Linked DNA regions of Mus musculus: all the other regions are linked to region 2. A link is a contact called in public Hi-C, HiChIP or PLAC-seq and promoter capture Hi-C data. All regions are on one chromosome and are shown on one strand. Each heading gives the region's core, a stretch centred on a gene start, on an enhancer-like site or on the middle of the called end of the contact. The rest is flanking DNA. Distances are from core to core; before and after follow the strand shown. Region 1 has its middle 130 kb from the start of Gm24790. Region 2 holds the start of Klf6 (Kruppel-like factor 6). Region 3 has its middle 3.9 kb from the start of Gm24790. Region 4 has its middle 13 kb from the start of Gm24790. Region 5 holds the start of Pfkp (phosphofructokinase, platelet). Region 6 has its middle 4.4 kb from the start of Gm40659. Region 7 has its middle 220 kb from the start of Gm24790.

What was found. Promoter capture Hi-C pulls out the DNA fragments that hold promoters and counts their contacts. A called contact is a pair of places that touch in the nucleus more often than the background predicts. HiChIP or PLAC-seq counts read pairs in DNA pulled down with a chosen protein or histone mark.
Region 1: a promoter capture Hi-C map of second pharyngeal arch cranial neural crest shows a contact between it and region 2, with 5 times the contacts expected there. The contact joins the enhancer-like site here to the promoter of Klf6 in region 2. A contact is called at or near these places in 7 of 39 promoter capture datasets (the 3T3-L1 cell line, 3T3-L1-derived adipocytes, cranial neural crest and 3 more), 1 of 484 Hi-C or Micro-C datasets (cortical neurons) and 8 of 115 datasets of contacts at active chromatin or transcription factors (the 230-238 cell line, DN3 thymocytes, the NIH/3T3 cell line and 5 more).
Region 3: a promoter capture Hi-C map of embryonic stem cells shows a contact between it and region 2. The contact joins the enhancer-like site here to the promoter of Klf6 in region 2. A contact is called at or near these places in 5 of 39 promoter capture datasets (the 3T3-L1 cell line, cranial neural crest and embryonic stem cells), 1 of 484 Hi-C or Micro-C datasets (embryonic stem cells) and 5 of 115 datasets of contacts at active chromatin or transcription factors (the 230-238 cell line, embryonic stem cells, epiblast stem cells and 1 more).
Region 4: a contact with region 2 is called in a promoter capture Hi-C map of second pharyngeal arch cranial neural crest, with 4 times the contacts expected there. The contact joins the enhancer-like site here to the promoter of Klf6 in region 2. A contact is called at or near these places in 12 of 39 promoter capture datasets (the 3T3-L1 cell line, 3T3-L1-derived adipocytes, HPC-7-derived erythroid cells and 7 more), 2 of 484 Hi-C or Micro-C datasets (both in uterus) and 9 of 115 datasets of contacts at active chromatin or transcription factors (craniofacial prominence, embryonic limb bud, embryonic stem cells and 6 more).
Region 5: a contact with region 2 is called in a Hi-C map of CD8 T cells, with 5 times the contacts expected there. The contact joins the promoter of Pfkp here to the promoter of Klf6 in region 2. A contact is called at or near these places in 7 of 39 promoter capture datasets (the C10 cell line, cranial neural crest, embryonic stem cells and 3 more), 16 of 484 Hi-C or Micro-C datasets (B cells, CD4 T cells, CD8 T cells and 10 more), 7 of 115 datasets of contacts at active chromatin or transcription factors (astrocytes, bone marrow-derived macrophages, craniofacial prominence and 4 more) and 2 of 9 other capture datasets (adipose tissue and liver).
Region 6: a contact with region 2 is called in an H3K4me3 HiChIP or PLAC-seq map of neural tube, with 3 times the contacts expected there. The contact joins the enhancer-like site here to the promoter of Klf6 in region 2. A contact is called at or near these places in 10 of 39 promoter capture datasets (the 3T3-L1 cell line, HPC-7-derived erythroid cells, the SN4741 cell line and 5 more), 2 of 15 datasets of contacts at CTCF or cohesin (large pre-B cells and pro-B cells), 11 of 484 Hi-C or Micro-C datasets (the C2C12 cell line, adipose-derived mesenchymal stem cells, cerebral cortex and 4 more), 16 of 115 datasets of contacts at active chromatin or transcription factors (the 230-238 cell line, the NIH/3T3 cell line, SST interneurons and 11 more) and 2 of 9 other capture datasets (adipose tissue and embryonic stem cells).
Region 7: a contact with region 2 is called in a promoter capture Hi-C map of second pharyngeal arch cranial neural crest. The contact joins the enhancer-like site here to the promoter of Klf6 in region 2. A contact is called at or near these places in 6 of 39 promoter capture datasets (the 3T3-L1 cell line, cranial neural crest, frontonasal cranial neural crest and 2 more), 9 of 115 datasets of contacts at active chromatin or transcription factors (bone marrow-derived macrophages, craniofacial prominence, embryonic forebrain and 6 more) and 2 of 9 other capture datasets (embryonic stem cells and pancreatic islet).

The regions. Positions count from the first base shown.
Region 1 is chr13:5,058,252-5,062,027 of GRCm38.p6, forward strand. No RefSeq gene overlaps it. Among named protein-coding and RNA genes, the nearest start is that of Gm24790, 130 kb to the right of the region's middle. Within about 2 kb of position 2,175, at least 16 of the 459 cell types and tissues checked have an H3K27ac peak or open chromatin away from gene starts, as enhancers often do. A contact at or near this core is called in the NIH/3T3 cell line, SST interneurons and second pharyngeal arch cranial neural crest, where this site is marked.
Region 2 is chr13:5,860,027-5,864,000 of GRCm38.p6, forward strand. Klf6 (Kruppel-like factor 6) reads left to right here and starts at 1,463. Exons shown (of 4, transcript NM_011803.2): 1 at 1,463-1,816. The coding sequence starts at 1,613.
Region 3 is chr13:5,184,254-5,187,718 of GRCm38.p6, forward strand. No RefSeq gene overlaps it. Among named protein-coding and RNA genes, the nearest start is that of Gm24790, 3.9 kb to the right of the region's middle. Within about 2 kb of position 1,463, at least 10 of the 459 cell types and tissues checked have an H3K27ac peak or open chromatin away from gene starts, as enhancers often do. A contact at or near this core is called in embryonic stem cells, where this site is marked.
Region 4 is chr13:5,201,427-5,204,917 of GRCm38.p6, forward strand. No RefSeq gene overlaps it. Among named protein-coding and RNA genes, the nearest start is that of Gm24790, 13 kb to the left of the region's middle. Within about 2 kb of position 1,510, at least 16 of the 459 cell types and tissues checked have an H3K27ac peak or open chromatin away from gene starts, as enhancers often do. A contact at or near this core is called in craniofacial prominence, embryonic limb bud, neural tube and 1 more, where this site is marked.
Region 5 is chr13:6,646,940-6,650,877 of GRCm38.p6, forward strand. It overlaps Pfkp (phosphofructokinase, platelet), which reads right to left and starts at 1,832. Exons shown (of 22, transcript NM_019703.4): 1 at 1,632-1,832. The coding sequence starts at 1,740.
Region 6 is chr13:5,252,656-5,256,147 of GRCm38.p6, forward strand. No RefSeq gene overlaps it. Among named protein-coding and RNA genes, the nearest start is that of Gm40659, 4.4 kb to the right of the region's middle. Within about 2 kb of position 2,161, at least 2 of the 459 cell types and tissues checked have an H3K27ac peak or open chromatin away from gene starts, as enhancers often do. A contact at or near this core is called in neural tube, where this site is marked.
Region 7 is chr13:4,970,052-4,973,932 of GRCm38.p6, forward strand. No RefSeq gene overlaps it. Among named protein-coding and RNA genes, the nearest start is that of Gm24790, 220 kb to the right of the region's middle. Within about 2 kb of position 1,605, at least 8 of the 459 cell types and tissues checked have an H3K27ac peak or open chromatin away from gene starts, as enhancers often do. A contact at or near this core is called in craniofacial prominence, embryonic limb bud and second pharyngeal arch cranial neural crest, where this site is marked.

The DNA of each region.
Region 1 (3,776 bases), core at 925-3,424, 800 kb before region 2:
GGAGAGGCAGAAGTCTAAGAACAAGGGCATTCTTAGCTACACAGTAATCTTGAGGCCAATCAGTGATACATGAAAGTCTGTTAAAGGGAAGGAAAGAAGAATAAGAAGGAAGAAAAGAGAATAGAACAGGAAAAGGGAAGGAAAGCCAGACTGAGGGTAGTAGGAGGAGATAAGAAAATGAGGTACAAGAGAAGGAGGGGAAGAGAACAATGAAGAGGATTAGGATGGAAAGGAAGATGATGAGAGGGAGAGGAAGGGGAAAGAGATTTTGGGGAGATGGAGCAGAAGGAAGAGACGGAGAAAAAGGAGAGAAGAGGGGAAGCAAATAACACCAATAATTTTAATATTTGGATACATGAAAGAGTTGCCTGTTGTTTATTGTTACTGTATAATAAAATCATTAAAACTTTATTAAACGCAAAGGATAGAGAATATATGTGTTTATGAATAAATAATGCCATGAACAAACAATGAGGCATATGTAAATTTAAAAGTAAATCTATCTATCTTCCACGTAAACTATGTTATCTTCATCCTTGTAACAATAAGAAAAAGGTAATTTAAAAAGTCAATTGAGAAAATATAGTTTACTTGCTTTGTAAAGTAAACAAGCTAATAATGTTCCTATTGTATCTATAAGAGAAAGTGTCTGGTAGATCTGGCTCTCTGTTTGAGGAAAAAAAAAAGTCCTTTCTCTGCCTCTCTTATCCATGTCTAGAATTAAAATGGCTCAGCTGGAAGTGACAGCCACCTCTTGACACAGGTCATGCATCACACCCGAGGTTCTCCTTACACTTTGCTTCTATGAAAAACCAGAAGAATCGGCTGTTTTTGACACACGTTTACAAACATTATATTCGAACATTGTCAAAATGAATCTTTTTGAGAGCCATGGCAGTTTTAAAGGTCACTGATAACTAGGTTTCTTGTCAAATACAGGGAAATTATACTGGGGGGAAAAATCACTATTTTACCAAAAAGCAGTAGAAAATGTCAGAGTTTAATGGTGAACTGAACCCAACCTTATTATTTGGGGGATGAGTGTTATTTCTGTTGATTCTTTTCTGCTTTTCTGTGTCTAGTGGGGCTTTCTTTCCTACCTTTACTCTGCTGAATGAATGGAATATTTCTGTAAATATTTTATTGGAATCTCACAGGATTTTATCTTGACCTATTTTTTTCTCCTGGTTTATATTCAGCAAAATTTGATAGTAAAATTTGCTACGGTTGGGCCTATAATACTTAAAATCGTGTCTTCTCCATGAAAACTGTGTCTTCACTATCAAAGTGAGTCAGTGCTCCTCTTGGCACCTTATGTAGAGAGAGGTTTCCAGCAAGCACAGAATTAAGTGGTATCAAAGCCAGGTCCAGTCATGGTTATCCTAAAACAAAAGATTTAATTGATACAGAGTGTGTGTTCTGTATTGAAAGAATGTATTATAGCAAACTATTTACTCATTCCATTCAATGTTTACATATGGAATATGATATAATTGCTTATAGTTGATTGCTGGAAATAACAACGAAGTTATATTTAGAGATTATCAGTAATATACATGAAAGACTTGAATGAATCCTTCATATCATGGTACAGTTTCAATGCAGAGAAAGTAAGAGAGGAAGAGAGAAGGAAGGAGGGGGGATTGGGTGGGGCTCAATTTCTAAGTTTTCATTTAACAGGTAAGCCATACAATCCCAGGGGACATTTATCCCCTTTAATAACATGAATGTGAGTATTTATTATGCTGTGACTTTGTCAAGGGAGCTTAGCAACGAAATAAGATAACAGCTGTATATTTTGTAGAGAAGTTTGCTTAAAGAGGCAGTTGCCATGGGAACACTTGCCAATAGCAATTTGATTTTGTGTTGTAAGAAGCTGATGAGTTTACTTTGTCTAGATTATTTTTTTTTCATACTGAAAAATTCTTGATATGGGGGTGGTTGTGTGGATTAATCATTTCTGGCTAATTTATACATTTAAAATTTTCATGTCCGTTGCATGTCACAGTGGAAGTAGAGAAGACTAGTTCAGACACTTCACCAATTAATCTCATATCAAAAATTTCCTGTGCTTTCAAAGGACTGAGATTGCTTCAGTTTTTGCACTGTGGCTCTGCTTCTGGCAAATGAGTCACGTTCAATTATAAGTCCTCAGAAATTCACTTAAAATAGTTGCAGCTGGGAGATGTAAAAAAAATCTTATGAATGAGCAAAAATGAAGTGAATAATGCTGCACAAGGAAGACTCTCAATGAAAAATCTGGTAAACAGTCCTGTGAAAGAATGAAAACGGGAAGCAGATGTTGCCTGATAAGACTGCTTACTTACTGGGAGATACCAGCATGGATCTGCTCTGGTTTCAAGTAAATTTTAGCTAAGCTAGTTTCTCTCGGCAGGTGGCTTGGCTTCAGCAAACTCAAGGATCTTGATCAAAAGATGAAGTGCACTTTTACTTTGAAAGTTACACAGATATTTGTTTTATTCAAGTCCAGGCATGTAAGAGAGCCAACAGTCACATGTCTGTGGAGTGTGGTTTGCTCATATGGTCTCATTATATCTACATACCAATGTCAATACAGCATATCCACAAAGTCTGGACAAAGAACAAACTTTTATGTCTTGCCACAAGCAGTTCCCTACTCCAGACTTCCTTGCACATCCATCCTTCATTAGAAAACCTTCAATTACTCAGATTCTCACACATAGTTTTATAGAAACTTATATGAGATTATCTACTATGTTTAAGCTTAGGAAAAGCTTCTATCAACCAAGATTCAAGACTACATTTTAGAGATATTAACCCTGAGCACTGAGAAAATATTCCAGGAACAAATTGAAAAAAAAATGTAGAAGTACTACAAGTATTAAGACACTTTCAAAATATTAATTACTCAAATAAAACCTGGTTTCCAGAGATGGATCTTTTCTCAAATCAAGAAATAAATTAATCTTCGTGCACATGTGTCATCGTTCCCCAGGCGGAGTGGCCCAGATGTTGATCTCCTCTTTATCTTTCTTGTCTTCACAGCAGATGATTTCAGAGAAGCATATGAGGAATCCATTTGATATAAAGTGACTCCTTATGTGTTTGAGGACGTGTTTGGATCATTTAAGCTTCTGTTAGGAGAAACTGCATCTCATTTTAAGAAGTGGTGTTATCATGGGTTGCATCGGTTTGTCTTATCTTGGAAGAACTAGTATGAACCAGCCTAGGAAAGAACAAGGCATCATTCAGAATAATAACAATAGTGACCATTCAGTAAGCATGTGTTGTCTCACAGTGATGTTTCAAAGCAACTGGTTCACTGTGTTTTCCATGTAGCCCTCTGAGGAAGTTATGATATTATCCTCACTTTGGAGATCAGGTAACTGAAGCATTGTGGGGTCACATTTATTTTCAAATTTTTCTATGTGGGCCTATGGAGGACTTCTAAGTTAGGACATTTTAATTTGGAAGCTCTGCTGCTAACCTTATCATCATCCCGAGTATGCTTCATTTCTCCTTTAAAGGATACTTCAGATCATTCTCCATTCTAATCATGATTTCCAATGAGTCAATAAAGATGTCCAAGAAAAAAGCTCTAGAAAAACCCTGGTTCACCACTTGCATCAAATTCTCCATGGACTTTTCTTATTTAATTCTTCAGTATTTTAAAGGCTCTATTATACTCACAACATTGACTGCTTTATATTTTATGTTTTGAGAATTTTTAAGGTGTATTTTATGACATTCTTGTTTCTCCTGCTCTGACCCATCCTTCATCCTTGCCATCTTCT
Region 2 (3,974 bases), core at 213-2,712:
CTAGGGTAGATGGGATGAAGGCCCATGGTCACCTCCATCTCTTCCATACAATAGGCACGTGAGATAACTTTTCCCATCTTCGCCCCCATACATAGGCCTACAAACCTGACAAGCCTATGGTTCTGGCACATGCTTCTCTTCTAGACTTCGTAAATTAAACAGAAAAACTCCCCTCAGCTTATTTTACGTACTTGACAACTTTTAAAAGGATACTATTCATTAAAAATTATATTCGAAGTTGTTATAATTGGATTTTTATTCAAAAATTTTAGTCGCTCGTTTTTTTTTTTTTTTTTTTTAGATATCATGGTGTGCTTTGGTAGATAATTTGTATGAAAAAAATTGTCATCTTCAACCTAATTTGAATTGTTTACACATCCATGGGAAAGCCTGTTAACCTTGGTGAGACATCTCCGAGACTGCCTTCTACGAGATAAACAGATTTAAACCCCATTAGCAGCAAAATCTGCATCTTCTTTGAATTAAAACTGTGCAACAAGAAAAAGGGGAGTTTTAAGCTGTGAATGTCCAGGTCTCCAAGTACAGTGTGGCCATGGCGCCAGGTCACGGATGCGATCTTAAAAGCTGCATTTTCAACTTTTGAGTGGGTAAAATTCATTCCTGAGAACTGAGTGTTTTTGACACACTGGTCAGGTAGGGGGCTTTTGAGATGCTCTACCGTTTCCCCCTCTCTGCCTGCGTAAGAAGTGGGGGTATTTTGGTCTCAGGCTCCTGTCATCCTCCGTCCTAGACAGAAACTACCACACAGTGACTCTGGAGTACCAAGTCCCCCTGCTGTTCGGTCTTATTGTCCCATCGCCACAGGGAAACCTGCGGGCACGTTTGCGCCCACCCCGGGGCACCTCTGCATCTCTGAGTATGGAGGGGACTCCGAACAAAGAGAGAAATCAAGGGACCAAGGAGAATGGAGGGTCAGGGAAGGATCCGGGAACACGGGAACCCAGCGGGAGGAAATGAGGGGGATCGGGAATATGTCTGCTATCTTTGGTCTTTTTGGGGGGTGCCGGTCCGTGTGACCGGATCAGAAGGTGCAACCGGGCAGCCGGGCGGCGGGGACAGGTGCCCGGTTGCCCGGCTAGGCTCCCCCAGCTCCGGCCGCTCCGGCCGCACTTCTGCAACGTTGGGCTGTACACCTCCCAGCGCCGACTCCTTCGGTGCGCCGTAGCCCTCGCCTTATATACCCTGCTAAAAATAGCCTGTGAGACGTCTTTCCAATCAGCGCAGGCCGAGTTCGAATTGCACCAATAAGGAGGCCTTTAATGAAGAGGCTCGGTCACGCCAGGCGGGGCCGCTGTGTGTCCGCACCGGCGATTGGTGCGAGCTGACATCATCGTCGCGCAGCCCCGGGTACAGGAGCGGCAGGATTGGGTACCGTGGGGGGCGGAGCTCCAAGCTGGTCACGTGGGGGGAGAAGGGGGGAGCCAAGCGGGGGAGGAGGGGGGAGGCTGGCAGCGGAGCTTTGAATAGGGAAGTTTTGCAGGGGTTACGCTTGCAGTCAGTCCGCTGTTTGCAAATATTGCGTGGGCTCGGCGCGCTGCGGGCTGCGGGAGGGTCCGGACCCGGCGTCCGATTGCAGCGCCATCCAGTTTGCATGAAACTTTCACCTGCGCTCCCGGGAACAGTTTCTGCTCGGACTCCTGATCGTTCACCTCCCTGTTTTCCCGACAGCGAGGACTGTCTTTTCCAACCCGACATGGATGTGCTCCCAATGTGTAGCATCTTCCAGGAACTACAGATTGTGCACGAAACGGGCTACTTCTCGGCTCTGCCGTCCCTGGAGGAATATTGGCAACAGGTAAATACGGATTTTTTTTTTTTTTTCACCTGCCCGGTACGCCGAGGAGGGAGTCGCGCGGAGGAGCAGGCAAGATGGTGTGTGCTTGGAAGTGCATCTTTTTAATGATGATTAGCATTTGCCTAATTAAAAATATAAAGTAATGATCTTAAGATGTCCTTCTGCTGCCTGGAATGATGAAGGCACTGTAGAGCGAGCCTTCGGGAGCGAGGAGTAGAGTTGTCATTTGTGTGAAGGCGAGCTCTCCTTCCCACTACGTTTTTATTTCTTCATTTTTTTTTCGTGTTTTGCTAATTCCGAGCTTACGAGCAGCATACACCTGGGGGGGGGGACCCCAAATTATTCTGACCGATCCAGACCTGAGCCCTTGGCACAAGTTTGGGGTTTGTACCAGCTCCAAACTCCACAGCTGGACCCTGTCATACGAACGAGCTTGCCTTGACTACCAAAAGATTTGATTTAAGGATTTTGGTTTTGTTTTGATATTTGTATGTCCCAAATTTAAAAGTCTTAACATTTTGCTTGCGGAACGCAGTAGTTCTTTTTGAATTCAAGGCCATTTGCAGTTTCTTTTCCGTCTGGATAATTTCTTATCATTCACGTATGCCTGCCTTGTTTTTCTTACCTGCTTTTCTTGTTGACTGCGCGGCGGGTGTGTGTGTGTGGGGGTGCTGTTTGCACACAAGTGACTTGTCAGTCATATGACAATGAGTCCATTCCTAGTTGCTTCGGGTCTTACTTTGGGCAAGAAAAATCTCTAATTCCGGCATTTTAGTGGAACTAGAATTTGGGGCAACCGGAATAAAAGAAACACCCCCTACCCCTTCTAAGTCATAGGATTCTGTGAGTGGCAAAAATATTCTCAAACACTTTCACCATTGTCTTTAAAAACGATGATTCTGTGGCCGTCTCTCTACCCTTCTGGGTATTTTTTTTCCTCCAAGTGAATTAGCAGATCAAATAAATTCCGTCGGTTTCACAACCTCCCAGGCTTTAAAACCCAGGAAAAGCGAAGTGTTGGCTGAAACCTCCCCATGCCGGCTTAATTGTTCACAATCCTCTCTGCCTTTCTCTCCCCCTCTCCATTTTTCCTCCTCAAAGAAGCTGCTCCCTGGGACGTGATTGAAATTGATCTTAGTAGTTTCCTTTAGGCATTTGGGATTTGGGCAACTAGCCAGACTTGGCTCCTGGTCCCCTTCAGAGCCTTTTAAACTCCCAGAGAGCTTCGATCAGGTCCCCACTGCTCATCAGCATACTGGCGATTTTAAATTAGCCAGTTGATTAAAGTTTAACAAGATCTTCATAAATGTCTTCGCCATTTCTTTGGAACATCAATAATAGGTATCGCCGCTTCGATTCCTAATACTGTACACACTGTAACAGACATCGAATTTTGGGGGGAAATGGAAAACAGGCACCCCCTCTTCCTTAGCTTGCTTGTGCTTGCTGTGTGAGGCCGGGACTTAGGATGTGTATACTGTGATAGAAGGCACATTGTTTAGTAAGCTTTAGCCCTTTTGCTGGTAGCCTGTGCTCAAGATGGTCTGTACCCTGATAACATTTTTTTGTTGCAGTTTAGTGCCGAAATTTCTGTCTGTAGAATAGAATACACAGAGGCACAGACGGCCTTATATGGGCATGCAGGCAAAGCTAGTGAAAAATCAGGGCCTACATAATTGAATCCTAAAATCTTTCCTACCGTTTTTCTTTTCCAGTGGCTAGAAAGTTTGAGATGGTGGGGAGAGGGGATTGCTGATCTCTGCAGTGTGTAGCTCCTTGAAAGGTTGGTGGCAGGGCTGGGAAGGGGCACCCTGTTATGGCACACTGCATGTATATTTGAGCCGGGTCCTTATTTGGCTGCAGGTCAGAATTTCAAAAGGAAGTCTCCTTTGGCATTGCGTGAAAGAAAAAGGAGTGATGACTCATACTGTTGTACCCTTGGCCAGGAGATAAAGTCCTTGTTCATTGTGGGACTCCCAGAAGGGCCAGGGAGTAATTTCCCCTTTCCATCCTTTACAATAGCAGATAGCTACTCTGGAAGAATTCACTTCTGTTGTCAAGGTTTCTTGTTTCCCTGTGGCCAGTGCAAAGAAATCATTAAAGTTTGGTGGTATCCATAGTCCTGGACTTGGGAAATGACATTTAAAAATATGCATGT
Region 3 (3,465 bases), core at 213-2,712, 680 kb before region 2:
CCAGGAGGCAAAAGTGGGTACTTTGGGGAGCAGGGGGAGGGGGATGGTTTAGGGGATTTTCAGAGAGGAAACTATGAAAGGAGGCAGTATCTGAAATGTAAATAAAGAAAATATCTAATAATAAAAAATAAAAATACTTCATCACAAACTCTGACTATGTGATACTCAATTCTATTTTACCCAATTTTATAACTAAACGCACCGGAGATAATTGTGTTCTTGAGTTGTAGGAGATGTTAGAGTTCTTTTTCTGGCCTGCTGTGATATCTGGAGCCAGAGAAGGTTGTGGATATTACTAATTAATTGGCTCCATCCTTTGCAGAAGCCATCATAAAAAGGTCTGATTGATTAAATAATACCTTTAGTCAGTAATGAAGAATGGAAGCTATTGTGAAGTTGAATTTTGTTAAAATGAAGCTATTTCACTTTAGTGGCTCTTAAAGGAAATTAGAGCTTCTTGGAAGAGAAACCTTCAGAATTACTTATAACTGCATTACTAGTATTGGTTAAGATGTACAGGTTAGGTTATTGTGGTCTGGATAGATAACAATTTAACTTACAGAAATTAATTATTTATGAGAAAGATTTCTTTATGGGGAAAACTAGAATGCTTAAGAGTACATGAAATGACAGAAAAACTAGCTAATCACTTCCTTGTTTTGGGGTAGAAGTACAGTGAAATCCATGTGAAGTGGGACCTTCTGGATGGCTATACTAATATGCATCACTGAATGATATTCTGCATCAACATATGACCTTGCTTACATACATGACCTTTCTTGCAGCACACCCTCTTATGTCCCTTGTCTGCGTAGGACGGGTCTCTGGGTGCAGATGGGCAAGGAGTCAGCCAATGACAGACAGATCAACATTCGAAATTGTGTAGAATCTGAATGTATTGTCACAAAGTGAACACCAGTCTTATATAATACAGAAAATAAAGGGGGTAGGAAGTCGCAGCAGGCAAAGTACATTGAAGTTACCTGACACAAAGGAATGACTTCAAAAGGACTTACAGGAACCAGGTAAATGTTTACAATAAAGATAAAGCAATCCTGCCTAGGGTCAGCTTAAAGACAGGTAAGGATTTCACACCCTAGTCACAATTAGTGCTACTCCTTTGAGCCTTGTGAAAGCTAGCACCAGGGGGTTCTGCTCTTCTCATGAATAATGCAATACCACAACCCCCATTTCCTAGGCCCTGATAAATTCTTGCGTGAGTGTAACTTTTAAGTATCTGTGGAGAATCTCCATTTGTCAGAAGAATTCACCAACTTGCTTGTAATATGAAATGTAGCCTGCTTTACCTGGCTGTAGTGAAGATCCCTGTCTCAGTGGGATTCCCTAACTTTTACAAGGTAAACCCACCTATTAGCTAGGCCATTGTGTATGGGTGAGACTGGCTACTGCCTCAAGTAAACACTCTGCAGACTAGCCCTGAGCTATTCTAGCTCTGTTCTTTGTAATGCTTAATTAGGTTCACTGTCTCTACTAGAAGTAAATTTGAATGTTACTGAATAGGTAACCTCACTGAATTCCTACTGAATTCCCAGTTGTTTCAAGTGTTTTCTGTGACATTGGAACACACTGGCAAAGGCTTAGCTATGTCAGAATTCAATCTTAAAAGGCACTTATAATGAGGTAATACTAAAAGAGAGCACATGGATCCGTACACTAGACTAATGCAGGGATAGGGTATGAGTATATGGGTTATGAGAACACCAAAGTTCCAGGAGGTGTATTTCCGTGAAACTCTTTGCCTCGTGAGTGCTCCCAGGCCTCTCAGCCTGCCAAGCAAACTTCACTGTAGTGTGTGTAGCACATGCTGACAAACTCTTTGCTTAGAAAAACAGATGTTTTCTGTGCATATTTATACAGAAAGATAAGTAGACAATTTGTACCTGAGAAGCATCATTTATATTTTCTCTTCCTGTTCATTTACAGATAAATGTACACAAGGTTGCACACATAGGTTGCTGGTGTCCTTTTGTAAATTAGAAGTAGGCCCATGATACCAGGCAACTATGATTTATCACTTGCTCAACACACTATCATATTAGTACTAATTGTACACTTTATCCAATCTACCTACCTCTCAAAAAAAATCAACATTCAACAATGGTCTAATTTTCCATTTCACAGAGAATTAAAACAATAAAATATGTCCTCTAGTGAATGAACTTGTTCTCAGTTGTCTAACTCCTCCTTCATCATTGTCTTCCACAACTTCCTGTCTTCCACACAAAGGATGTCTGTGTACATTACAGGTCTGTGTCACAGCTCTTCCCATGACCTTTTTTTTTTCTAGCATCACCTTTATTACTTTCACTCATTCTCTTGACATGATGAACATCCACAAAGAATCAGTTCTTGTTCAGCATGATGACTCACTTCCTGCAACAAGAAGTTGAGGCAAAGAAGTTACAAGTTTGAATTCTATCCTGGGCAACTTAGTATGACTTTGACTTAAAATAAATATTCTATATTAGAAAGCTTAGTACACAGTTATTATGCTTAAAGCCTTGGACATAAACCCCTCATACCATAAAACAAAAGGAGAGATAGAAGAAAGAAAAAGAATCATATTTAATTAGTTTCCTAGATGAGAGACTATCAAATCCAAGGCCATTTGCATACTAAGGAACTATTCTACCACTGACTGCCCCTATTTTGAAGGAAATCTCCCTTCAAACTCCTAGACAGTTCTCAATTTCTTCTCCAGAATCACATTGCCTGAACACTGTTTATTCTCTTTTTTCTTCTCTTTCATGTCATCACAAATCTAGTATACTCTGTCCATTCTTCAGGGGTATTTCTTCTTGGTGCAAAAGGAAGGGGAATTATGCTTGTAAAACAAAGATCAACACACACTGCAGAGCTTCCCATTCTCAGTAGGTCTGCAACAACTCCTAGTGGAGTTTGTCATCAACTTCATAGTGATACCTTGAGGTTAGGCACCATTCTGGGGAATTATCATCACCATTCATGGGACTCCTTATCATATTTGACATATAAAGCAGATTATACAGAAAGAAGTAACCACAAAGTAAGCTTATTTCCATTTGTTCTTCACTTATTTTCTGATCATATCCAAATTAAAATAAAGGAACCTACCTAAAATAAATCAGCACCTACCTCCAGTGTAGACAGGAAAAAACAAACAAACAAACAAACAAAACAAAACAAAAAAAACAAAAAAAAATAACTCAAATTGGGGACAGTCAGATTTTGAATAGAACACTACTGTTTATACATTTTATGTGCCAACATCATCATCGTTCAGTATTTTGAGTATCGGATGTTGTTTATGTGTTGTTTTGTTTTATTGTCAGTCAATCCAAACACTTATTGCTAAACAACAAAAACAACAAAGGAGGTGGCTCAGCGGGGAAAGTGCTTACTGTGGAAGCATGAGAATATGAGTTTGGAATCCTAGCATCTATAGAAAAGACAGACCTGCTGCAT
Region 4 (3,491 bases), core at 260-2,759, 660 kb before region 2:
GAGAGCCACATGTGTGGGTTTTACCCACGGGAGGAATCGGGTCCATGTCCACCCAAGCCAAGGTTAAAAGCCCACTCATCTACGGATGAGAAAATCATTTGATCACCTCAGTTAAGCGTTGCCTTATTTAACTTAATTAATAGGGGGGGAGAGAGATTGGAGACGTACTATTGAAAGGGCAAGCCCTTCACTGCCTCCCACCCAAATAAAAGAGCCGGTCGAACGCCTTCTCCCTGTTTCCCACCTATCTTCCAAAAATGCGGAAGAATATCAACTTAGTGTTATTTTCACATCGTTCAGTCAAACTTAGCCAGAGTTCCAACGCCCTACTTAAAATTCAACTAAAAAGTTACCTACCAAGTACTAATTAGCATTATAAAGTCAGAGTCTGCAGCTCCAGGCCTTTCAGTTAGTTGTTTACTAGAAAGGACAGTCTTAAGCCAGATACAGTTTACCATAAGAAAAGTTAAAGAATCCCAGTGAAGCAAGTTTTCTCTTTAGCCCTAGATTCCAGGCAGAACTATTGAGCATAGATAATTTTCCCCCCTCAGGCCAGCTTTTTCTTTTTTTTAATTTTGTTAATAAAAGGGAGGAGATGTAGTCTCCCCTCCCCTAGCCTGAAACCTGCTTGCTCGGGGTGGAGCTTCCTGCTCATTCGTTCTGCCACGCCCACTGCTGGAACCTGAGGAGCCACACACGTGCACCTTTCTACTGGACCAGAGATTATTCGGCGGGAATCGGGTCCCCTCCCCCTTCCTTCATAACTAGTGTCGCAACAATAAAATTTGAGCTTTGATCAGAATGAAATTGTCTTAGCTCCGTTTTTTCTTCCGCCCCGTCTAGATTCCTCTCTTACAGCTCGAGCGGCCTTCTCAGTCGAACCGTTCACATTGCGAGCTGCTGGCGGCTGCAACACATTATAATACTTAAGTTGGTCTCAAGACCTTATGGCTTACTTATTTTAAGACTCTTGATATGGCATCAGGAGTACCAGCTCTAAATTTCAACAGAACCATTCAGATAAGCCAATTTATGAGTTGCTTTGACTGAGCTACTTTTTTATCTGGTCTATGATGATTGGTGTAAAAACTTAAACATGTAAAATTACATACATGTATAAACACACAAATGCACACAAAGCAAAATCTAGATGCCATGGGAAAGATAGGTGGGTTGTATCAGTATAGGTATCTTGATTGTAATAGTGTACCATCATTTTGCATAGCATTAACAATAAATAATACCTCTTACAATTTCATGTCAAGCTACAATTACCTCAAAAAGCTGTTCAGTTAAAAGCAGAAACAATAGGACTGACTAAGCCAAAGTTACTTTTCAGGCCCATGGGAAATGGGGAGACAATTGTTCTGGACTAAGAGAATAGCTAGTAGGGTTTATAGAGAGGTACCTTCCATCAGCTGTAAACAAAGCTTAAACCGAAAGGCTAAGGGCATTACCAAACACTGAATATCAGTAGCTGAGCTTCACTTGGTATGCTGGACACATTTTTCTAATTAAAGAGCCATTTCTTTTGCACAGATGTTTTCAATTTAACAGACCACACTAATGTACAGAATGCTGGAACAGCCTTTCTCATTTTCAGTGACTGCATCTCTTCCCTAAGCCAAAAGAGTTAAATCTGTAGATTTTAGTTTTAATGAGTGTTTTTTTTAATACAAAACACATCCAACAAAAATATAACACATTTTACCAAAAAGTAGCTTTATTTTGAAAACTAATTAGTTTACATAAAACAAAACCTAAAATACACCAAAAACAAAAAACAAAAAAATGAGCAAAACCTATGAAATTAATTAATCAACTTTATAAAGCTAATAAAATTCCGATTCTGTCAATGTCTCTGATTCTATGATTCTGGTAACTTCTGTGTCTTATGACTGGCTCCTGGTAATCCCTGATTGATAACTATTGCGTATCCAATCAAGGAATTCAGAAGACTAGAGAGAAGGAAATAAACTCCACTGGCCATTCTGTTAAATAAAGCTAATGGCTAAGACTGTTTTCATTTTAGTTTAAACATCATTTACTTTTGTCATGTGGGGATAGTGTAACTGGATTATAACTATTTATAAGACAGAAGCTTACATTTTGATCGTACATTTCCAAACCTGTGCAGTTCCTGACCTGACACATGACACAAGACAGTATCTGTCATCTTTATACTCTCTCTTAGTAGAGAACCCCATCTCAGGGTAATGGGTGCTTTTGTGTCTGACTATTTTATCCCATCCTTAGGAAATTGAGGCTTATTTAGTTGGAATTAAAACGTGTTCTCCCAAATTGGGTTATGTTCCCTGATTCTTATATATAACAGTTCATATATGCTTTGTGTTTACAATGGAAACATATTGTTTTGATACTGGAACCCGAAGCAAAGTTAATGAACTATCATAAGCAATGAACCAATGCTGCTTGAACATGACTTTGGGCAGATAATAAGCTCTCACATCTGTTAGACACATAGACATAGTGAAACTTCAATGTGATGAGCTTTAGCTTTTCTGTCAACATACAAGTATCCCAGTTGCATCCCATGCTTTCTGACACTGATTTTTGTGCATCCCTTTCTTTTTATGAAGCTTAGAAACATATAATTTACACCAAAATAAAAACTTATTGAATCTCAGTTCTTTTGTAACTTGTACTTTGCAGCTTATATTACATCATGGTCATTCACATGGATTTATTCCTTATCCTCATAAAATCCTTAGCCTTGACCTGTCTTTGTTATGATCACCACAAGCTTAATTAGGTACAGAAACAAAACAACTTCCAGAAAAAGCTTAAGAATAAACGGCTGTAGCAACCACATGTTGTGGAATCTTTAAATCACTGTACTTTAATGTCAGCCACAGTTACTCATGCCTTTAATCTCAGCAATCAAGAGACCAAGGCAAGAGGGTTGGCATGAGTTCAAGGCCAGTCTAGACTGGAAAAATAAAACCCTATCTCAATAAATGGGAAAATAACCCAAAGCTGAGGAGTTATTGACCAAAGTCAAAAACGACTGGAGAAGGGTAAAGGGTCAGTTTTCCTTAGGGGTGTGGTCCCTGGTAGGCTCCCACACTCCAGTGAATTGTCATGAAACCATACATATATAGGAAGTTCTAACTCAACACAGTGGGTTATTTTAAAAGAGGAGACAGACAGACAGACACACACACACACAGGGAGAGGGAGAGAGGGAGAAAGGGAGAGAGAGAGAGAGAGAACATGCTATTGAGAGAGAGATGAGTGGGGATGGGATATAAGAGACATTGGACAGAAGAGAATGGCATGGATATGGTAGAAATACATTGTACGAATACAAGAAATTCTCAAAGGATAAATTATTAAGCAAAATATAATTTAAAAGAAGGGGAAAATGTTAATGTACTCTAGACTCCATAATATTGTCTGTGTGTATGTTTACAATAACCTTTATATTTTGTAAGACAACAGATGTTAGTGACATGGTTACCACAGTGAGA
Region 5 (3,938 bases), core at 582-3,081, 790 kb after region 2:
GGTGTATCAAAGCATTCTCTATCTCTGGGAAAACAGCCCTACTACCTGAGGAAACATTTATACAGAGTATCTCCTTACTAAAATCCTAGTATTACTCCAACCCTGCTTTCTGGGGAGGAAGGCGGGCCTAGTGCCCTATGGTGACTAACGTTGCCATTGGTTCCTTTAAGATAATGGGAGGGAGAACACTGGGGACCCCCTCACTTTTTCGACCCAGCTTCCGGTTGTTTGTGAGCCTGATGCTCTGCACCTCGATGCTGCGCTAACGTGAGTGAGGCGGTGTGGGAGACCTAGATCTGAGCACACCGGAGGTGACGGGCCTGGCATCACGTAGGCTCCCACGCCGGGCGGGGCGGTGCCCTAAGCAGCTCCCCAACCTGCGGCACTGGCGCCAGCCCCGCCCCGCTCAAGGGCGAAGGGAAGGTCATCCGTGGGGTGGGCGGAAGGCAAGGACTCCAACCCTAAACCTCCCGGATTGAGCTGGCTTAGAACGAGGGAAAATATAACATGGCATTTGGATGCATCCAGGGTAGAGGAAAGAACTGAAAAGCAAAAGCAAAACCTGGCTCAGGAACTGTCTGCAGCCGGCACAGACCTCAAGACTTGGAGGGCACATACTCTATGAAAATGTAGGTCTTGCTTCTAGCGCGTGTCCTCATCAAGAAATTAGCATGAACTCGGAAAGCCCACTGTTTGGGAACCCCAGCGCCCCCACGTGTACCCAGGATTAGAGGCTGGGGCACGGTACAGTCACCCCATTGCTCTTACATTTTAAGTATTCTCAGTTTATCAAATCCAAGCGTACAGAAATCGAGTCCCTTCAGCTCTGAAATCAATCCCGTCATTGGGAGAAAAGGGAAGCCCGGAGCTGGTAAGTGAGGGCTGATGACGTCCCGGAGTCCCTGCTTCCTGGTCTTTCCCGTCCTGGGGAGGCTGGCCCCGGAGGGCCTAGTGACCCATTTTAGTTTTCACTTTTGTCACAAGCAGGAAGAGACATTGCCTGGCAGTCAATGCCACACCCTGAGAGACCCCTGCACGCCCCCCCCCCCCCAGCTGCGCATCCCGCAATGCAGCAGCAGAGAAGGCTGCTAGCACCGCTTGGGAGGCAGGACTGGGATGGAGGCGCTGTGGGTACCCCGCTGTTTTTCCTACGAGTCCCAGGGATTAGGGTGGGGCGGTGCTGTGGCATCCTTATCGTCGCCCTGTACCTAATTCCAGGAAAGAACGCCTGGCTCATATGACCCAGACAGTAGACGACCCCATTGGCTAGCTCAATTAATAAATTTGGGGATGGAAAACTGGTTCATCTTGGGAATGAAGAATCCTACACAAATATCCTTTATCTTCTGCCCCTCACCACGTAATGGAACTCTATGGTCGCTCCTCAGGCACCCTAGTTGTTCCTAGATTAGGGTTTTCCCTACTCCTGAGCCACCGGTTCTCCTCGGCTCTCATAGGTAATTTTCACCAAGCCCTTTCCTCATCCTTTCTCCCAGATCCAGGTCACCCAACGTTTCTCCCCAGCTCTCCCTCTGTTCCCAACCCGATTACCCTCCTCTGCAGCCCTCTCCAGCCGCCCTCGCCCCCTGCCCGGCCCTTGGAGACCAGCGAGAGAGCTGGTAGGCACGCACCTTGGGCATCCCCGCCGCTGGTCAGGACACCGATAGCTTTGCCATCCCCAGAGAGGTGCTCCAGGTACTTCGGATAGGCGCTGGAGCTCGAAGAATCCAAGTCACTCATGATGAGGAGGTAGAGACGCCAGACACTCCCGTACTCAGCAAGCACTGAAGCCCTGGCCCACGCGCGCCAGCCTTGGAACCGCTGCCCCGCCTGCACCCGCAGGAGCCGCCCACGCCCCGCCCGAGCGCCAATGGGCTGTGGCGATGGGCGGGACTCACGCAAGGGCGGGGCCTGTTGTGTCAAAGACTCCAGCACTCTGCAGGGGTGGACAGGATAGTATGGACACGCGTTCTGTTAGGGATGCATCGCTGTGGTCCCTGAGAGGTGGAGTCGGGTTGGGGTGCCTTCTCAAGCGGGGGATGGAGGGATTATAGCCGGGTAGGAAACCCATAAGTGGCATAAGTGAATGGCAGCGCAGCTGCAGGGATGATCCCACAAGTGGGCGCGGAGCCTGTCAGCCCACCACGTGGGCGCAGAGGCTCGTGGGGCGCCCATTACCCCACCTGCTCTAGCTGTTAGGGTGGCGGTTGAGGGAGCCCAGAGGTCTGTGCAGTAGAGCAGAGGCACGCGCCTCACTTCCGGCAGGGCTCTTTCCTGGCCTGACAGTCAGAACAGTAGGGCGCTTCAGCATTTCTGTTCAATGTCCAGGATCCATAGGATCCTCCAGGTTTCACTTCTCCTTCGAAATTGAGGAAAGATGTGTGAGTAGATCAAGTTGTGTCACTGACTGTAGAGAAAGGATTGGAAGTAGAATGTCGGGGAAAGCCATTCGTAGACACACCCTCAGGAAGCAGGCCTGAGTTCTGGATAATCCAAAAGAAATCGGAACAAAAAAGGCTTGGTAGATTCCAGTCTCCACCTAATGGAAGCCCTGCTCTTGATTTGTTAGTCAGAACCCGGAAGGTTCTATTAGAAACAACAATAAAATAAAATAAAATAAAATAAAATAAAATAAAAGTATCCAATCTGTGGTTGATTTTGTTTATTTTGAAGATGCACCTCCTGGGGATCCCTGAGTTGTCCTGGAGCTTAATCTCTAAAAGCACGCAGACCCCTTCAGCAGTCATCCCAAGAATAAGACCTCAAAAGCAAGCAAACTGGATAGCTCACAGAAGGGGTGGCAGCACTGAGCCTCCTTCCTGTGCAAATTATACGTGTTGAATACATAGAAATATAGGAAACAAAGTAACAACCTAGGCAAAGACAATACAGTCTTACTACTATTAGGACAACCCTAGAAAAAAGATGGAGGCGCACAGACTTGTATCTTCCAACTTACCCTTTAAGCTTCAAACATTTAGGGGGGGGGGGGAGATCCAATCTACTGTAGACAAGGATGCATGAGATCTGATCTCTGCCTTCTTGAATCAGTTGAGCAATTCCTGAACTCCCATGATCAACAGAAGTTGGCTGCCTTCAGGTCCCTCCCAACCCCCACCTTCCAACTTCTGGGAAAACAGCCAGGAAATATATATATTTTTAACAGGTTCTCTAGATTTTTATGATGAGCACTAAACTGGAGAACATCTGATCTAATAGCTTGATAATGGATTTTCCCTGAGCATCATTCTAAAAGGGAAGAGAAGAGTATCACTGGGTGCCTTGAAATTGTCTTGAGATGCTCTTAGCCAAAAGCACTGGAAGGAGGGGTGTCAGACTCAATGGACCACTGCCCACAGAGGTTTCTGTAGCTCAAGGCCCAAGGTGAAGATCTGGAATTTTAAATCATGCCTTTCTGAGGCAGAGAACACTCGAAATAGGAAGAAGCACAGTGAGTTTCCTCTGAGCCAAATGTCCTATAGGGTTGGGTTTTGTGCCACAGACAACAGCATTCCACAGGTAGTGTGGTTCTTTATGAATTATTAGAGATACTCCAAACATTTAGCATTACTTATTGTTTTCCTTCTTTCTTCTTTTTCCCTTTTCTTTTATTGTTTATTTTTATTTTGGGGGTTTTGCTTTGTTATTTGATTTTGTTTGTTTGTTTGTTTGTTTTCTTCTGGCCTTTTTATACTGTTTTCTATTGTTCCACTCCTGTTTCCACGATGCTCTATCCTATTTTTTTTTTTTTTTCAGCGCTGGCTGTCCTGGAACTCACTTTGTAGACCAGGCTGGCCTCGAACTCAGAAATCCGCCTGCCTCTGCCTCCCGAGTGCTGGGACTAAAGGCGAGCGCCACCACGCCTGACTTCTATCCTCTCTCTTGGGAATCCCTTTGGGTTAAAAGAATTAATGTAAGATGAATGAAGACAAGAAGGG
Region 6 (3,492 bases), core at 911-3,410, 610 kb before region 2:
GTTGGGAGCTCACTACATGAATCAAGTGGCCTCACTTTGCATGGAGAACACCCATGTAAAATAAAAGATTGACTTTTTACATCACATGGCTGTAATCTCAGTCCTGGGACAGTGGAGACTTGGGGATGGATGACCTGTCAATCTAGCTGAAATGGTGATTCCCTGATTTAGTGAGATATTTCTTTCAAATTATAAAGAAAGGAAACATGTATTGATTACCTCTGACCTTCACATGCATATAACTGCATGTGTGTTTTCACCAACACAGAAAATGTTCTGAAGTCATAACCACACATCTTGTCAATCAGAAAACAATTATGTTTGAACAACCTCTAGTACAATGGAGTATCCTGAAGGAAATGAATCATGTTCTCACATGTATAAACAAGAGATTATGTGAAACATAAGGCAAATTTCTTAATTGGAATACAAAATATTGGTTGTTCACTCTATATGTAAAGACAGGTGGGTTGTAAGGAAAAAGAAGACAGGTGAATGTCAGCTGCCTGACAAGGTCCAAGGTCAGAGTTCTATCAAATAGAGTTGACAGCTGGGAATCCCTGAAATACTGAAGTTCTAGAGAAGCTTAAACTTGCCAGGGCACACACAAAATGTCCATGAAATCAACCCTGTTTACCATTCTACACAATCAGCAAGCTCTCTCTAACTAACCTGAAACAGGAGACCTGCTTGTAAATGTATGACAGTCTTGAAACTGAAGTGCAAGTAACTCGCATAGAAGTACCACCTGGTGCCATGTATCATGAACTCCAACATGCTCTCCCCAAAATAAATTGGGTAGTCTTACGTGGTGATAAAGATGAAGCATCTCTCAAAAAAGTACAATGGTGTGGGGTTTCCATGAAAACATTTTGGAGAGTGAAAACTCCACATGATGTATTGACACAACCTGAGATTTGAGTGCCCCCGGATCTCACCATTAGAACAAAGCAAACACTAAACCTTTTTTATTTGATTTTCATAAAGTAATTAACTCCTACATAAAATGTTTTACAGTGCAGCGTCTCAGCCAAATAATATCCTGCATTTTGCCAAATCTGCAAATGTGCATAGTTTTCTGAAATAGAGGCTTTCTGAGCACTGTCATAAGCATTGCCCACCAGATTACCCCACACAGACTACGGGTGGCATTATCTATTTGATGAACAAACTTAAGAGATATGACACACTATCTTTATTTTCTATTTTAAATTTAAGCATGATGGCATTAAAGTGGATGTGAAACAGATTTATTATGCAACATTAAATCAGCCAATGAGAAAAACAGAGCACTAATTACTTAAATAAGCTTATTCTGCATCTGACTCTTGTTGCCAAATAACTCAATATTTACCGAATATTGGACTCTTCAAAGGGTAGCACATATCACACCTTTATACAAAAACACATTAGTTCACACACACAAACACACATACACACACAAACACATGTACACACACACACATCGCTCCTGAACAATTATCACAAATGGGCTTAGTGCATAGACTAGAAATTTAACATGACATTAAAATTGGTCCAATAGATAGCTAAGAGCAGGCCAGACATATTTTAATATCCTGGGAGACAAAATGTAAATCTAGGAACACACCGTAATGTATTGTTTCCTCAGCAGCATGCTGACAGTCCTTTCATCTACAGTGTTGGTACAATAGGTTTTAGATGCAGCTAGCATGTGCTTCAATATGAACCATGACAAAAATGCCGGCACTTAAAGGATTGCTGTTGTCATTGTTTGATGGTCAGTTTATTTTTTCTCACCCTTGGACTTTTTCCAGTGCATACAGATCAAACAGGATTTGGTAGTCTGTTGCCCCAGCTATCTAAGCATGTTTTCTGGGTGTCGAGTTGATATTAACATGATGTCTTATGAAACTTACAGCGAACACACAGATTGGATTTTACAGATCCACTTCTCATTGTGTATTTATGATCCCCCATGCTGGTCTCAGACCACCCTGATTAGTAGAAAAGGTCTTCATGCCATTGTCCCTAATACCACCTGTTGACAGTGGTCACCTCTAAGATGTGGCAGTTTTAGTTTTATCAGAAACATGATGGGGATACTCAGATGTCCTTGTGAACACAGTTGGGAACATGTGGTGCTTCTGAACCTGACCCTGTAGACTGTTTGGTAATATGATATTCCTGATGACCTCAGGGTTCTGAGCAGGAGAAGAAAGAGAAACTCTCTATTTTAAGCTACCCAGCTATGTAAACACCACATGGGCAGAAGTTACATATACAGAATCCAGACAAGCATCAGCCTGGATACTCATGACCACCATCATCTCCCACAGTAAATCTGAAGGAGAATCAGAATTCATTAGAATTGACATTAAAGGCAGTGCTTTCAATTATCACTGTGTCATCAATGTATTTCTGCATGTAGACGACATGTTACATTTATAATCTGTTAGAGAATGGATTGTGTAGTTTGATGTAAGAATCTTTGATATGTTTAATTTCCCCATTAATATATTGCAATTTTTAATTTTTCTAATAGAACCCTTATGTCTTCTTGGTCACATCATTTGTTCAGATTATCTTAAAATCACTGGTCTGGTCTGACATCCATATTAAGATATGAATGAATAAAATGACATAAAAATTGGGCTACAGAGATAGCTTGATTGACAAAAATGCTTTCTGTGAAAGCACAGGAGTCTAACTTCAATCTGTAAAATCCACTTTAAAAATGAACTGTCACAGTAACCTGAGTCTGTAGTCTTTGTTCTCGGGAGAACCAGATGAGAGGCTCCTAAGGCCTCATTTGCCTATCTACTGAACCAAATTGGTGACGTTCAGTAAAGTATTATATCTCAAAAATTAAAATGAAGCATGAATAAAGGGCAAACAAGACATAAGTTTCAGGGCTCCTTATATACATGCACATGAACATGTGCTCATGCACTCAAACACACAAATGAAGAAATAATAAACACTTAAAAATCAAGTTCACTGACATCTATTGATTTTAATGCTGTTTAGATTTTTATCCACTGACAAAACTCAAGCAATGTTTATGCCAGAAAAATCCAATATTCAGAAAATGGTGATACCGGACCTGATTTTCATTTCTTCTCCTTATTCTTCTCATTTCTAGTCTTGGATCTCAGACAGCAGTGTGCTCCTGCTGTACACCTATACAACCATGTATTTATTTCCAGCCATCTAGATATGGCACATTAGCCAGAATTGCTTTATTCTTTCATTGATAACTAAGTTTTCTGACTGTTTATATTTCCAGGCTGTAAATCCAGGCTGACAAATTTCTTGATGTCATTAAAATGATAATGAAAGCCGAATTTGTGTTCTCTTATGACACATATAGAGAATTCCACAAATTGCACACCTAAGAAAGCCTGTGATGGAATTGAGTGCCATGAGTCCAAAACTCATTGAGTTTGTATCTTATTACTAATAAGGAGTCACTGATGAAAACACTTTGAAGAATTATTGGGGTATTTAGGA
Region 7 (3,881 bases), core at 355-2,854, 890 kb before region 2:
TAGGAAGAAAGATATTGGACCACCAGACCTCATTTAATATTATAATTATAAGCTCCCACTCAAATAGGCTTCTAGAAATTAAAGCAATGTGGAGCCAGTTGGGTGAGTTAATTTTTATCCCTGCTCTCTATTCTGGCTTTATTTAATGGAAGCATGTGGAAGGGTAGACTACACCAGAGGGCAAATTACTATTACTCTGAGAATAGGAATTCCTTTCGAGTGCATTGTTCAAAAATAGATTATAAGTGAGATTGGCATGATTGAAAATAGCTTGCATTTTTCCTTTTTAAATGTCACCATAGTGCAACCCTGTTTCAACAAGGCCAAGTCTGCCCAGAAGTGAACAAAAGACATATTTCCTAAATCTCTCTTGTTCTCACTTAGGGGAATGGGTTCAAACCAAGAAGCAAAACTATTAATGTACACATACAAAGGAAAAAAATACACCAATTTCAACAATATTCTACTCAACACTTTTAATTCAAATCAGCCATTTGCTAACATTCAGGGGTTTTAAAATAAATAATTAGATTGGTTTTAAATCTGCCACATACTCAAGACTTCACTGCTTTGAACGAAAACCAGCCATTCTATGCTGGAACTATACCAATCTTTGAGAGCTGAAAAAATAAGCCAAGTTGGCTGCATTCCCTCCAGAAGATGCCTTGTATTGTGAGCAGAAGCCAGAGTTTTCAATGATGTGCTCATACAGTGAAGGACTTTGATGCTGGAATATATGGAGTGGAAATTGAAACATGAAGTGCAAGATATCAAAACCTTGTAAATATATATTCATTATGGGTAAAATTATACTTAAATCAAGGAAATTATGGCTATGATCTGCCCAAAGCCTCTCACAGTTTCCAGAATCAAACACATTCTTAAAACAACGAAAAACAACAACTTCTCAATAATATGAAAATAAATCAAAGCATGAAGTCCAGTAATGTTTGTTAAGGTTTTGAGAGTGTTGATGTATAGACACAAGGGCAGAGTACATCTTTAGTATACTTGTTCTCTTTCATGGTATTTAGCATCTGTAAATCAATTTTATATTCTCCATATGAAGGAAAAATAATGCAATATAAAAATGTAGACAGATGTGGAGATGCCTGCAATCCCAGCACTCACAGGTTTAAGGCAGAAGGATTTTGAGTTCGAAACTAACCTGGAGTACAAAACAAGAATCTACTTCAAACAAAGAAGCAACCAGTTATTCCCCTTTCCCATTGTGTGTTTGTCTTTCAAGTGAGTTTTTAATGGAAATGTTTGGATCAATATTTTATTTTTCCATTAGAATTTTTGTTATGATTTGTATTCGTGTATAAATTGTGCTTTTTTTTTTTTCTCCTGCGGTAGCTTTTCTGCTTGGCAAAAGCTGTCACAAAGGAATGCTTTACCTTAAACTATTTCTAGCTGTTATTTCAAACAAATCAGTAACAAAAGCGCCAAGCATACGGATTGCTAAACATACTTCATAGGCTCCAGTCCCATAAAGGTGTTAAGCTATTCATTTTTAATTCAGTTTAATGTCTATCTCAATCCCCAGACTGGTGTACTTATTGTTCCAACATGTGAATGTTTTCATTGTAAGAGTTAAATCCAGAGACAATTTGCTGCTCCATATGTTTCCAATTTCCTTCCCTTTAGCTCATGGAAGTCTGGCTTCATGGAGGAAATGTCATGTCCAAGAAGTGGCTGGGAAGCACTTTTCTTGGAAAAAGGAAGTAATGTTCTTTTTATTTTATAGTTCATGAACTGACTTCTAAAGATTTAAATCCATTTCAAATGTATGAAATCACCAAGTTCAAGAATGTTCTAATATTGGCAAGGAGCACTTCCATTTCTGATTAGAATGATGTCATAGCATGAAGCTACAGGCAGACAAACAGCACAACTTTTGGACAAAAGGAACAGAAATTGAATTCCCACTATTTTTTCTTGCAAATGCCTTAAATGGAAGCCAAAATACTTATGTATCGACATTGTCAGCCCGTGATGTCATATTTCTCAGTAATTCTAGGACAAAGTTAAATTTGTTTAATAACTTTAAAACGCATTTGAATATTTTAGGAAAATTTTATTGTTCTGTAGAATGCTTCCAAATCTCAGTAAATAGCATTGTAAGCTTTGTGAGTTATATTTAGAGAGTAAAGGATCAGGCTGGAGAGGTGCTTGGTGGGTAAATTACAAGTCTGAGAAAGGGAGGAACCTAGTCCAATGCCGAGGATCCATGTAAACTCCCCTGTGATCCCAGCTCTGAGGAATGAAGCAGAGGTAGGCAAAGGGCTGAAAGCTTGCAGGCCAGTTAACCTGACTGAAATGGTCAAGTTCCTTGTTGGTGAGTGATTCTGTTCCAAAGAGTGGAAAGTACTTAGCAGAGAGATAAAAAGAACATAAAAGAATAAAAAAAAAAATGTTTGACAAATTGGATGTGATTTGTACTTAAAGAATCTTACATCCATTGTATAAGGAAGAAACACATCCTTTCCAAAGGCCCAAGAACACCCATAAAAAGTGACCTCTAGAAAGTGGGATAAGTTCACAATTATAATCCAAAATTTTTCAGTAAATAATCAAATAAAATTAAACATAAGAGATCTTTCTTTTATCATCTCCAAAATTTTTTAATTAGGTATTTTCTTCATTTACATTTCAAATGCTATCCCAAAAGTCCCACATACCCCACCTCACTCCCCTACCCACCCACTCCCACTTCTTGGCCCTGGCATTCCCCTGTACTGAGGCATATAAAGTTTGCAAGACCAAGAGGTCTCTCTTCTTTTTATCTCTCTGCTAAATAAGCTAATAAAATATCAACTAGGGCACAGTTAAAAATCTACAAGGGTATGGCTATAACAGTAATTTACAGGGACACAGTTGTAACAAATCTACGAGGGTGTGGTTGTAGCAGTAATCTACAAGGGCATGGTTATAACTATAATCTAACAAAGTCTTCCTTGGTTTTGTGATGACTTTTGCTGTATACACTTAGCTCCTGTCATCTGCGTACAAAGGCTGGATCTGTCCTGTTGCTTTAATAAATACAGGTTTGTGATTAAAAAAAAAAAAAAAGAGTGTAAAGTATTTGAGAACTGCCACTCACAATTGTCCTCTTACCTATATATACTTTCCATGCATAGCACACACACACATGCATGCACACATATATAACACACACTTATACATACATCCCTATATTACTTACACACCATGGGATTGCTCTCTGCCTATCTCTGTCTGTCTCTGTCTGATTCTGTCTCTTCTCTCTCTCTCTCTCTCTCTCTCTCTCTCTCTCTCTCTCTCTCTCTCTCAGAATTAAATAATAAAACCATTGAAGAATAAGACAGAAGCTTTAAGAGAGTGAAAGCATAAATTGATCATTGAAATATTATTGGAGAAAGAGAGAACATAGAATGCTACTAAGTAAAATATTTAGAGCAATGGCCCTTAGTTATCACTGATGGGTAGTTTTGTGATATAAAAATATTATGTTTAACAGTCACTTTAAATATAAAAATAAGGACCTAATTTGTAATTTTGGTTAAAAAAATAGAGATAATTTTTTTTTAAATTTTATTTTCTATTGAAATGTTGTGAGGTTTCTTTGGTGGATATTTTCTTTATTTACATTTCAAATATTATACCCTTTCCTGGTTTCCCCCTTGAAACCTCCTAATCCATCCCCCCTCCCCCTGCCTCTTTGAGGGTGCTCCCTCACCCACCCACCCACTCCCGACTTCCTGCCCTGGCATCTTCCTACACTGGGGCATCAAACTCCCTCAGTTCCAAGGGCCCCCCTCCCACTGATGTCCAACAAGGCCATCCTCTGACATGTATGTGGATCATCCTTGAAACACAAGGAGCAGTGGCTGGGCGCA